3 separate regions of the Mus musculus genome follow, and all the other regions are linked to region 2. A link is a contact called in public HiChIP or PLAC-seq and promoter capture Hi-C data. All regions are on one chromosome and are shown on one strand. Each heading gives the region's core, a stretch centred on a gene start, on an enhancer-like site or on the middle of the called end of the contact. The rest is flanking DNA. Distances are from core to core; before and after follow the strand shown.

Region 1 (3,778 bases), core at 1,056-3,555, 770 kb after region 2:
GAAAGAAAGAAAGAAAGAAAGAAAGAAAGAGAGAGAGAGAGAGAGAGAGAGAGAGAGAGAGAGAGAGAGAGAGAGAGAGAGAGAGAGAGAAAGAAAGAAAGAGAGAGAGAGAGAAAGAAAGGGAAAAAGAATAGCTGGGTGTGGTCGCACATGGCTTTAACACCACCCCCAGGAGACAGAGGCAGACTGATCTCTGAGTTCAAGGTTAGCTTGGTGTACACTGCAAGTTCCAGCATAGCCTGGGTTGCTTAAAAAGACACTGTGCCCCCCCCCCCAAAGCAAGCCAGTGAGATGGCTCAGAAGATAGAGATACTTGCTGCTTGCTAAACATGACTGAGTTTGATCTCCTGGCCCCTCAAGATAAGAGAGAAGAGCTCCCTCTCGTTATCCTCTGACACCCACAAACACACTGTCATACACGCATTTCCACGCATTAAATAAACAAACGTAATTAATTTAAAAACAACAAAAAAAAACCAACCCTGGCTTGATGGCATGCTATAATCTCAATGATGGGCAACAAGAGTCCGACAGGTAGGTCCCTGGAAGCCTACGAGGTCAAGCTCCAGGCTAAAGGGAGACCCTGTCACAAACAAAAGGATGGGAAGCACGTGAGAACCAACAGGAGAGGTTGGCCTCCGCGTGCACATGGTTACGCTTACCCACCCACGGGAACGCGTGGGAGCTTGCGCGCGTGCACGCGCTCCTTTCTCCCTCTGCAGCCAGCACTAACTGCCCCCATGTCTCACACGCCCTTTCCTAACTTTCAATCCTGTCTTTCCCTGCTCTCTGCTCCCACGCTCAGGGGACACACTCACTCTCCTCAGAACTCCAGTGGCATTTTATCTCTCTTTTATGACAGGAGCTGCAGCTGCTTCACCATCATGTGACCCACATGTGTCTTGCAGCGGCAGTCTTGGTTCTCCAGTGTGTGTGCTCAGCCTCGGGGGAGGAGGGTCGGGCCGGGGTGGGGTGGGGTGGAGTGGGTGGAGTCTGGCAGAGGCTCCTCCCCCTTCCCACTGGCTGTGCGGTCCACAGCCTGCAACAGAATTTAGCTCCTCTTCCCTTCCTCCTTTTTGTATTAGTGGGTGTCTTAAAATTTGCGCTGGAAGAACAAAAGAGGAAAAGGAATAGTAGAGAGAAAATTATTGCCTCCCAACGTTAAGTAGAGTGACTCTGGCTGGCTTCTTGGGGTTTTTCCTCTGGACCAGATGATTGGCAGGCAGGAAGGTGTGTGTGTGTGTGTGTGTGTGTGTGTGTGTGTGTGTGTGTGTGTGTGTGTGTGTGTGTGTATGTGTGTGTGTGTAGTAACAGCTGTGGCCTTAAACAGTTCAGGACTATGAGTTCTTCAGTTACACACGTGTATGTGCCGAGGCAGGGACAGGGGTGATTGCAGGGAGCGTTGGCAGCAACCATCTCCAAAGTCTCTCTTTGCCCAGGCTTGCTCTGGCTTGCACACTGATCCTCCCAGAGGAGGACTCAGAATGTCCAAACAAACCGCGGGGGTGGGGGTGGGGGGCAGGGCCCCGCCCATGCAGGTGGTTTAGGCTGTAAGGAATAGGAATTGAAATGTTGCTTGCTTTAAGCCGGTTCGTGGGCTGAGTTAGACCTCTCTGCCTTGCTCTTGAGTCTGCAAAATTGGTCCAGCTACCTCCCTTCTCGGAAAGCTGTTGAGAGGGTTAGATGAAGCAGTGTTTATCAGAGACTTAGTACAGTGCTAGCTGAGGAAGAGCTGGACCTCAGTGGGGCGTTATTAGCCAGGGAAGGCAAAGTCTGGGCTGTAATCACTACAGCAGTTACTGTCAGATAGATACACGGTAGGTGCGGGGTCATTACGCAATAATCCTGAGACAGAGTCATGCATCCCAGGCTTGCCTTGAACTCCTAACCCTCCGGACACCACCCTCCTCAGTGCTGGGGTTACAGGTGTTCATCGCCGTAGCTGTTTTCTATAGTTCTGGGAATTGAACCCAGGGCTTCTTGTATGCTAGAACTGAGCCACACCCTTATGGTTTGTAGGTTTTGAGGGATCTGAGGACTAGCTCATCACCACTATCTCCTCACCCCACCAGAGGGAAATGAAGACCACAGTCCATAGGGCTGGGGATGGAATGGGTCGCTACCTAACAAGTGTAAGGCCCCGGCTTCCACCCCGCCACTGCAGAAAGACAACCGAAAGACGAGCCTGAAAACGTTGGCAAAGTCGCAAGTGTAAATAACGAATATGATTTAGTGAGTAGCTGGCAGGAAGGTCGGCTGGGGTGATAAGGATGTCAGGAAGTGGACAGGGTTGGCACATGACCTAGAGAAACAGCAAGTGAGGGAGAGACCAGCAAGAGGCTGTTCTGTGTTCTGTCTTCCAGCCAGCAAATTCCCGAGCACCCGGCTTTGGTCCAGCTGGTGATGAGATGGGGGCCGGCCAGTCTGTGTGCTTCCCACCCATCTCGGGACCCCACCACATTGGCTGCACGGATGTGATGGAGGGTCACAGTCTTGAGGTAAGTGTCCCAAGCTCCGCCCCTGCTCTGTTCCACTGCGGGGACTTCACCAGCACAGGTCCAAGTGTGTAAGTTCTGGGCTGCTAAGTTACAGCTGGGCAGAGTTTGGACATCAGCCTTTTGGCCTGTTTTCCTGCTGGCTTTTAAATTCCTCATTTAAACTCTTAGAACCTCCGCAGATGGCCGAGTTCTTTCTGCAGCAAGGAGGAGCCAGAGGCACCTCACAGACCCTTTCTCCTGTCGTGAGTCCAGGCATCTGACCCTAGAGAGGTTTTTCGATGCCATCCTGATGTAGGGGGACAGGATGAAGCATAGTGGGCCACAGGCCACTGTCCTGACTCTACAGCTTGGGTGGGAAGATGAGGTCTTCACCTCTAGCCTCCCATTCACTTCTCTCTGGTTTCTGAACCTCCTGCCAATTCCTAAGCTTTTCTTTTTCTTTGTTTCCTCTTCCTCCTCCTCCTCTTCCTCTTCTTCCTCCTCTTCCTTTTTAACATTTTTGAGGTTTCTCATGTAGCTCAGGCTGCCCTCCAACCGGAAATGTAGCCAAGAATGACCATAAGCCCCTGATCCTCCCACCTCCAGGACTTCAGGCACGTGCCACCATGACCCAACAAGTTCCTTAGGTTTTTGTCCCCGGTGGTTGGGCTCACCTCTGTTCTGTGAGAGACACCCACTTCCTGGTAACCCCTCTCCTGCTCCCTCTCCTGACCAAGCCTTCTGCTGCCACTGAGTTCATCCTAAGAGCAAAGACCTAGCCCCCCCACCTCCCTCGTTCGCACGGAGCCTAGGTCCACAGTATGGCGCTGTTCCAGGATGTAATTGGAAATGCACTTGACAGTCAGGACATAAGCCCTCTGATGTGCTAGCCACAAAATTGTTTCTGGATCGGAGGAAGCCTCTGTTTCTCTGTTGGTGCCCCAGACTCCTGCTGACCCCAAATGCCTAAGCTTTGTGGTCCCAGCAGCTGCTCCCTTCTTTTCCCCAGGGGAGCCTCTTCCGACTCTTCTACCCTTGCCAAGCATCAGAGAAGTGCGAGCAGCCCCTGTGGATTCCCCGCTACGAGTACAGCATGGGTCTGGCCGATTACCTGCAGTATAACAAGCGCTGGGTGGGGTTGCTGTTCAACGTGGGTATCGGTAAGGCTGGCCCGGCCCTGGCTGCTTCCCGGGTGCCTGGTTACATCCCCAGAAGAGACCCAGGCAGACACAGGAACTATTTAGCTTGCATAGTCCAGTCCTTGGTTTGGAGAGATGGGAGAGACTTGGACGCGTGAGAAT
Region 2 (3,718 bases), core at 245-2,744:
AAAGAATAAATAAATAAATAATGAATATATCTGGAAAAAAAAAAGCTAAAGGCTTGCAAGCATGACCAATCTCAATAGAACCCTGTCGGGGGTGGGTACTATTAAAGTCCCCATTCTACAGGTGAGGGCACTGAGGTTTGGAAACGTAAAATGACTGCCTGCAGGCCACACAATTAGTGGGAGGTGGAGCTGGGACTGGAGCCAGAGATGGAGTTCTTAACCATAATGAATAATAAAAGAAACCAATAGGAAGAAGTAGGAGGGAAAGGTGGGACTCACCCCGGGTGCGTTCAAGTGGGGGTGTATGTGCCCTCAAGGAGTCACAGGGCAAGTGACTCCAGCTAGAGGCTGAGGGTGGGTGGAAACTTTGGATGCATGAGTGGCCCGAGAAAACTATAAGCAGCCACTCCTCCATCCTTCAGTCCTAAAACGGAGCTACAGTGTAGGCCAACCCTAGGTCACTGGGAAAAGGTCAGAAGCCCATAGGGGCAAATAAGACAGGCCGTGTGAAAGCACTCAGGTCTCTTTCCTGAAAAGGATCTTGATGCCGCCCGCTGTCCCGGTGGTGGACCGCCACCGAGGGATGCAGAGTGTCCGGAGGGGAAAGAGACAGGGCAGGGTGGGAGACACCTAGAGGACTAGGGAGCTAAGAGAGCGTCGGGAAGAAGCTTTGGAGAAACTAAGGAAAGTGCTGGAGAGAGAAGGGCCTGTCTGAGAGGCCCAGAGATGCTTTAGGGAGGACTGCCTCCGGGCCTAGGGTGACCATGACTGAGGGAAAGCGGGTGTGGGAGCCAGGACCCTGTAGAACCTTGGAGGGACTTGAGAGGACGCCTAGAAAAATTCATGGTAGGGTGTCCACAGCCAAAGGACACAAAAACTTACTTGTCTGAGGACAGGAATGAAAGACGCCTAGAAGGGTCAGAAAGAGCCTGGGATAGGCAAGAACCAGCCAGTGAGTGACCGCAGGTGGACCTGAGGGACCCGGCAAAAGCTGGTGACCCGGGCGGGGCACCCAAGGTCCGGGTGGCGAGAAGGGGTTCCGGGGTTCCGGGGCGGCGGGCGGAGGCCCGAGGGCTCACGGATGCGGGCGGGGAAGGAGCGGCGGCCGGGGACGCAGTGCCGGGGTGGGGGTGGGCGAACTCACTCGAAGACGAAGAAGAGGATGGTGGTGCTGAGGATGAGCAGCAGCGTGAGCGCGAAGACGCCGCCGTGGCCGGCCAGCATGAGCCGGCCTCCGCAGTAGAAGCGGTTGCGGCCCGGGAACACCTCCCACTTACGCCGGGGCCGGCGGCCCAGGCTCCCGCTGCCGCTGCCGCTGCCGCTCCAGCGCGGCGCGCCAGGCGCGGGCCCGGGGCTTGGAGCAGGGGGCGCGGCGGGGCCGGGGCGACGCGCCCCGGGGGAGGCGGGCGGCGGGGCGGCCCCGGGGCTTATCTGCTGGTACTCGCAGTCCTTCATGCGGCCGGCCGCGGGCCTCGGCTCCGCGCCCGGCCGCTCCGGGACCGGGCCGAGCAGCGGAGGTGGCGGCGGCGCGCGCGGCGCTGGCGGGCGGGCAGGCAGGCTCGCTCGGGTTGGCCTCTCCGCTGCCGCCCCGCCCCCGGCTCGCTCCGCAGCGCCTCCTGCGCCCAGCCCGGGCTCTGCAGATGCGGCCTCCAGGGCTCCCTCAGCTGCCGGTGCTCTCAGACCCTGCCTTAGGAGTCAGAGATTCAGGGGACAGCTCAGGCACTCCAGGCTCGCCCACCTCTGAGGGCAAGCTGGTAAGGGTGCTTTGAAAGTTCCGAGTGTCTAAAGGGGTGTGAGTGAAATATCCTTTAGTCTTTCCCTCCCTGCTGTCCTAGGTTCAACCCTGGGTTCTAGATAATCCCCAAATGGAGATCATGCCTAAGGGCCCCAAACTTTTTTCAGGTGGGTGTTTTCACAACAGACCTAACCAACCAGGAACTGGGGTGGGCTAACTCCTGGTGACTGAGACAAGTAGGGTTCAAGGACCTTCAGGCCAAGGTCCAAGGTGAATTTGCAACGAGCTGGGCTACAAGTGAGTCCCTGTTTCAGCTGAAAACACACACACACACGCGCACACTATATTTTCTAGGACTCAGGTCGGAAGTCCAGAAATATTTTAGCAAATTCTTTTACATGCATCACCCCCAAAGCTCATAGGGCTAAATCAGGCAGTCTTATCTGGAGCAAATGGGGTCCAGCCTCCTTGCAAACCATTCAAGTTGATGGTGGAACTTATTTCTCGTGATGTGACTGGAGGCCTGGGAGTTTTGCTGAAACTCCACCCAAAGTTACTAGAGCTCATTGCAGTGGCTCACCAGCGAGGTTTCTCTGAAGGACTTGTGCACTTCCTGAACCTGACAAGGAGAGTTTAGCATCCATTTGTGAAAACAGGGATTGCTAGCTGGCTATGGTGGCCCACGCCTTTACTCCCAGCACTTGGGAGGCAGAGGCAGGCGAATTTCTAAGTTCGAGGCCAGCCAGGTCTACAGAGTGAGTTCCAGAACAGCCAGGGCTACACAGAGAAACCCTGTCTCGAAAAACAAAACAAAAGAACAGGGATTGTTTTGCTTTTGGGATACTTGAGTATCCCACCCAGGACCTCACCAGCTGGGCAACCCCTGTCTCTAGCACTGAGCTGCTCCACCTGCCCTAAGACAGATCATTTGTGTTTGTGTGACTGAACGTGCACGTGGGGAGACCGAGAGGGCAGGCCTACGTATGCATGGAGGCCTGAAGAAGGTCTCAGATCCTTCAGAGCCGAAGTTCACTGTAAGATACCTAAATGGTTAGGTAGATGCTGGGGTCTGAACTGGGGCACCCATGATTGTTCGGCAAGTACTCTTAACCACTGTGATGGTTTGAATATGCTTGGCCCAGGTAATGAGAGCACAATTAAATGTTTTCCTCTATAAGAATTACCTTGGTCATGGTGTTTCTTCACAGTAATGGAAACCCTAAGACAGAAGTTGGTACTAGAAGTGGGGTATTGCTGTGATAGGCCTGACCATGCTTTTGTTTGGAGACATGTGGATCTTAGGACTTTGGAAAGCAGTGGAGTGCTTTCTGTGGGGTTTAATGGGCCACCCTCGTAGGGATACGGGAGACTTTGTTGCTGATGGTATTTGAACTCTGGAAGCCTGGCTCAGGAGGTTTCAGAGGAGAAGACTGCTAATGCGTGGCCTAGAGACTGTTTTTGTGGTATTTTGGTGAAGAATGTGGCTGCTTTTTTCCCTTGTCTGAAGAATCCGCCTGAGGCTAAAGTGAAGAAGACATTTAGATTAATTGCATTAGCAAAGGAAATCTCAAAACAGCCTGATATAAATTCTGTTGTGTGGTTACTAAGTTCACTCATGAGGACACTGTAGCTGTCTTCAGACACACCAGAAGAGGGCATCAGATCCCATTACAGATGTTTGTGAGCCACCATGTGGTTGCTGGGATTTGAACTCAGGACCTTTGGAAGAGCAGTCAGTGCTCTTAACCTCTGAGCCATCTCTCCAGCCCCCACGTTCACTTTTTTTTTTTAAATAAATATGGTGGCAGAGAGGTCTTTTTTTTAAAGATTTATTTATTTATTATAAATAAGTATACTGTAACTGTCCTCAGACACACCAGAAGAGGGCGTCAGATCTCATTATGGATGGTTGGGAGCCACCCTGTGGTTGCTGGGATTTGAACTGAGGACCTTCAGAAGAACAGTCAGTGCTCTTACCCACTG
Region 3 (3,671 bases), core at 900-3,399, 620 kb before region 2:
GTGCAGTTTGGGGGACCCCTTCCCCAACATACTTTGGAAAGGCTCCATAAGAAAAACCTGTCCCTAAATTCCAGGAAGGCTCTGCTGTGTTTTGTTTCTAGGAATCTGTAACCCTTTGGGGCTACCCACTACTTCTGCAGAGGGGACACCTGAAGCAGCCTGGAGAATTTGGAGCATATTTGGGAAATTCTACCTAACTTCTTTTTCGTGTGCCTTTTGCCACCTAACTAGCCATTCCCCCCGCCCCCTTTATGCTTTTCTTGAATATCGATTAGTCCCATCTTTCCTGGGGCTCTCTGCCACCAGTATGATCTCATCCCAACCTCTGCCTACATTTAATTCAAGCAGTAAGGGTCTTCCTATCCTTGGTAAAGGTGGGTGAGGCATTAGAGATGGGCAGACCTGGGAGTCTCTCACACCCATCAGCACTAAAGTTTGCCCTATGGGCGGCAGTTATGGCAAGACACCAAAAGTTCTGCTTGTGATGACCTCAGAGTTGAGTTTTGAAGCTACAAAGGATCGCTAAAGCACCTCCTGCTTTTATTAATGCCCGTTCTTATCATAATCAGTTCTTGGGGTTACTTTGTCTGCAAGCGAAGTGGCCCCTAGACAGAGGCCTCTCCAGCTGGCCACATGTGCCACGATGCCACATCAGTGGGTGTGCTTTTTAGAGCCTCCCCTGTTACTTGCTTTCTGGAAAAGTTTCAATTGCTCTATAGGTAGGGACTGGGAGAGATGGAGGGATGGTGAAGGTGGTGTGGATGTGTTGTTAGCATAATGTCACCATCTAAACATGTGTTGACTAGCAATTACCCTGCAAGAGCAAAGAAGGCATCAGAAGCAGGTGGATCAGGGAGTAAAGGCATTGCTAGAGAAGCTTAGGACATGGGGCAAGATGGACTAAGTTGGCAGACATTGGCCAAAGGAATGTCAGACACAGTCATGAGTTGGGATCAGCTCAGAAGCAGTCAATAGACAAGTAGCAGGGCAGTGATCACTGCATCACTCATCTGTTTCTTCTGCAAACCTTATCTACCTTAGTGCCAAGGGAGGACACATAGACACAGGGAAGAAAGATCAACAGTAAAGGATGGCGGGGACGCGGGGGGGGGGGGGTGGAGTAGAGGGAATCACCACTCTGTTACCGCCCAAGGGTTAAGGAAGGAAGGAAGCTTTGAAATTATCCAGATGCTGAATCTACCACTTTCTAATCGGGACACCTGGGCTCCGGAACTCTTATATCTAAAATAGAAATAAGGTCTCGTAGGGTTTTTTCTGCAAGGCTCCAAGGACCCCGTGCTGCCCGGGTGCTCAGTAAATGGCAGCCGCGGCAATTCTCCTTTCAGAGCTGTCCAGCCACCTCCCTGGGGGTAACAAAGCCTTCCTCAGAGGCGCACATTCCCATCTGTGGGATAGGCAAGGCAGGGGGCCCAGAGCCAGGGGCTGGAGAACAGATGTGACCTGAAGAGGAGGTAGGTGAAAGTGCTGCGCCCAACCCCCACGCCGCAGCAGGCGCTGGAGAACTGTTGAATTCCGCTCACAAACAATTGTTCAAATTCAGAAGGCATGGTATCTACACTTTGTCCAGAATTTTTTGCGCCCTCGCCGCCCGTGGACGACAATAAAAAGTAGGCGCTGGAAGAACTAAATCCAGGGCTGAGTTTGAGGCGAAGGGCCACGAAATGCGGAGGAGACTGTAGCGTTTCCAGAGCGGCTTTCTTGCCAAACGCCTCTTCTGATAGGAAAAACGTCCCCAAATTGAAAGTGTAGGTCCTCTCGTCTCTCCATGGGCCCTCTCAACGTGTTTGGGACACCCCAGAAAGTCGCAGCCCTTTTGGCTCATCCTCTGATGCCCGATTCCACTCATTTTATTCTCAGACCCCGCCCCTGCGCTACCACCCGCAACCTTGGCGCAGCCAGAGCCCCGAGTAGGGGCCTCGGAACGCCCGGAATGTTCCTAACCCTTGAGGAGGATCAGCAGTCCTAGATAAAACGGGATTCATCCGGGCCAGGGATACTCCGGCATAGGGTCCGCTCCGGGCCGCGCCGTCGGAGCAGCCGGAGTGGCCCCGCCCGCACAGCGCGCGGAGCGGCCGAACAGGGACTACAAGTCCCGGCGTGCTCTGCGCGCGCTCCCCCCTGGGGTTCCGGATGGTGAGCAGCGAAGGTAAGGCGAGCTCGCAGAGGCAACGGCGGCGGCGGCGGAGACGGAGAGAGGCAGGCAGGCAGGCAGGGCGAGGGCGAGAGACGGAGGGAGGGAGCGAGCGAGGCAGACCAGACAGACAGACAGGCGGGCGGGCGGGCCGAGCGAGCCACCCGCCAGGCTGCGCTCAGCCCCGCTCGCAGCGGAGAGAGCAGAAGGCAGGAGGAGGGAGGGGAGGAGGGAGGAGGGAGGGAGAGAGGGAATCCAGCTACCACCACCCAAAGCCAGCGTCTGCTTTCTGTCCTCATTTCCTTTTCCCACCCAGCTCGGAGAGCAGAGAAAGGCAGAGAGAGAGAGAGAAATAGAGACAGGCAGACAAACAGACAGACAGACAGAGCGGGAGGGAGGAGGGCGGCGGAGGAGGAGCAGGAGGACTACGCGGGGCGTCTTCCCTCCCAGGTTTGCAATTGGGGGGTTGGGGCGGGGGTGTCCAGGGCTGTGAGAGTGTGTGAGCGGCTGGGGAAGCGAGTGGGGCGCAGATAGCGAAGGAGTAATCGTGGTGGGGGGGACGCCGCGGGAGCGGGGGGCCGTGTCCAGCGGAGTTAGCGGCGGAGAATGTGAGCCGAGGCGCGAGCCATGCTGTCAGCGACGGCAGGCGGCTCAGGGCTCCTCTACGACTCCTCTTCCCAGCAGCCGGGCGCCCGTGTCGCTGCCGCCGGCGGAAGATAGACGCCCCCCGAAACCCCTCGCCTGGCTCGGACCCACGGAGCCGGCAGCCCAGCACTCCGGTAAGTAGCGCCTCCTGCCCAGCAATAGACGCGGTTGGGGACCGGCCGGCCAGGCTCTTTTGTGCAGCGCACTGTGGGGGGGCCCAGCGCCCCCAGTCCGGTCCGCCGGACCCCGTGGCTGCGGTGCCCGCGGTGCGATCGGTCTTTGTTTCCACCGGGGCCCGCGGCTCGGCTGGGCTCGGCTCGAAGCCTGGCAGGCAGCGCCGGGAAGGGGGAGGGGGAGGTGGACGGGGAGGGGGGGCGGGGAGGGGGGGTTCTCGGGTTTCCTGGCCGCCCCGCGGCTCCCCCGGCTCGGGGGCGAGGTGCGCGCCCAGAGCTGCCGCGCACCCCCTCCTCCTCCCCCTCCCTCCGCCTTTGGATTTAAAACTGCAATTTGCTCTCCAGCTTGCTGAGAATGTGGGGGGGGGGATGTAGGGGGACCGTGGGAGCGGAGAACAAGGCTGGATTTTAGGATAGGCGCTGGGAAAAGGGGAGACTGCGGAGGGAGGAGCCCCTCCCCTCCAGCCCCCAAATCCCAAGGTTCCGTTGGCGCTCTGGGAGTTGAGGGGCGGGGACCTAATGACCCGGAGGGGGTGTGGGGCGGAGGAGGGATTTGGGGGCGGCCTGGCCAGAGGGGTTGGGCCGCGTGCCCGGTTACCTGGCGAACAAAGTCGGCTCACTTTTGCATAAATAAATAAATAATCGTGTATCAATACGTTTCCTCTAGGGCTCTGATTGAATCGGCCCCCTCTTCCCCAGGG

Evidence for each region. Promoter capture Hi-C pulls out the DNA fragments that hold promoters and counts their contacts. HiChIP or PLAC-seq counts read pairs in DNA pulled down with a chosen protein or histone mark.
Region 1: a promoter capture Hi-C map of liver shows a contact between it and region 2, with 2.6 times the contacts expected there. The contact joins the promoter of Pafah2 here to the promoter of Zdhhc18 in region 2. A contact is called at or near these places in 1 of 39 promoter capture datasets (liver), 1 of 115 datasets of contacts at active chromatin or transcription factors (pancreatic cancer cells) and 1 of 9 other capture datasets (pancreatic islet).
Region 3: an H3K27ac HiChIP or PLAC-seq map of microglia shows a contact between it and region 2, with 5 times the contacts expected there. The contact joins the promoter of Ahdc1 here to the promoter of Zdhhc18 in region 2.

The regions. Positions count from the first base shown.
Region 1 is chr4:134,400,607-134,404,384 of GRCm38.p6, forward strand. It overlaps Pafah2 (platelet-activating factor acetylhydrolase 2), which reads left to right and starts at 2,306. Exons shown (of 10, transcript NM_001285874.1): 1 at 2,306-2,498; 2 at 3,487-3,637. The coding sequence starts at 2,409.
Region 2 is chr4:133,631,935-133,635,652 of GRCm38.p6, forward strand. Zdhhc18 (zinc finger, DHHC domain containing 18) reads right to left here and starts at 1,495. Exons shown (of 8, transcript NM_001017968.2): 1 at 1,145-1,495. The coding sequence starts at 1,455.
Region 3 is chr4:133,009,357-133,013,027 of GRCm38.p6, forward strand. Ahdc1 (AT hook, DNA binding motif, containing 1) reads left to right here and starts at 2,150. Exons shown (of 7, transcript NM_146155.3): 1 at 2,150-2,167; 2 at 2,834-2,931.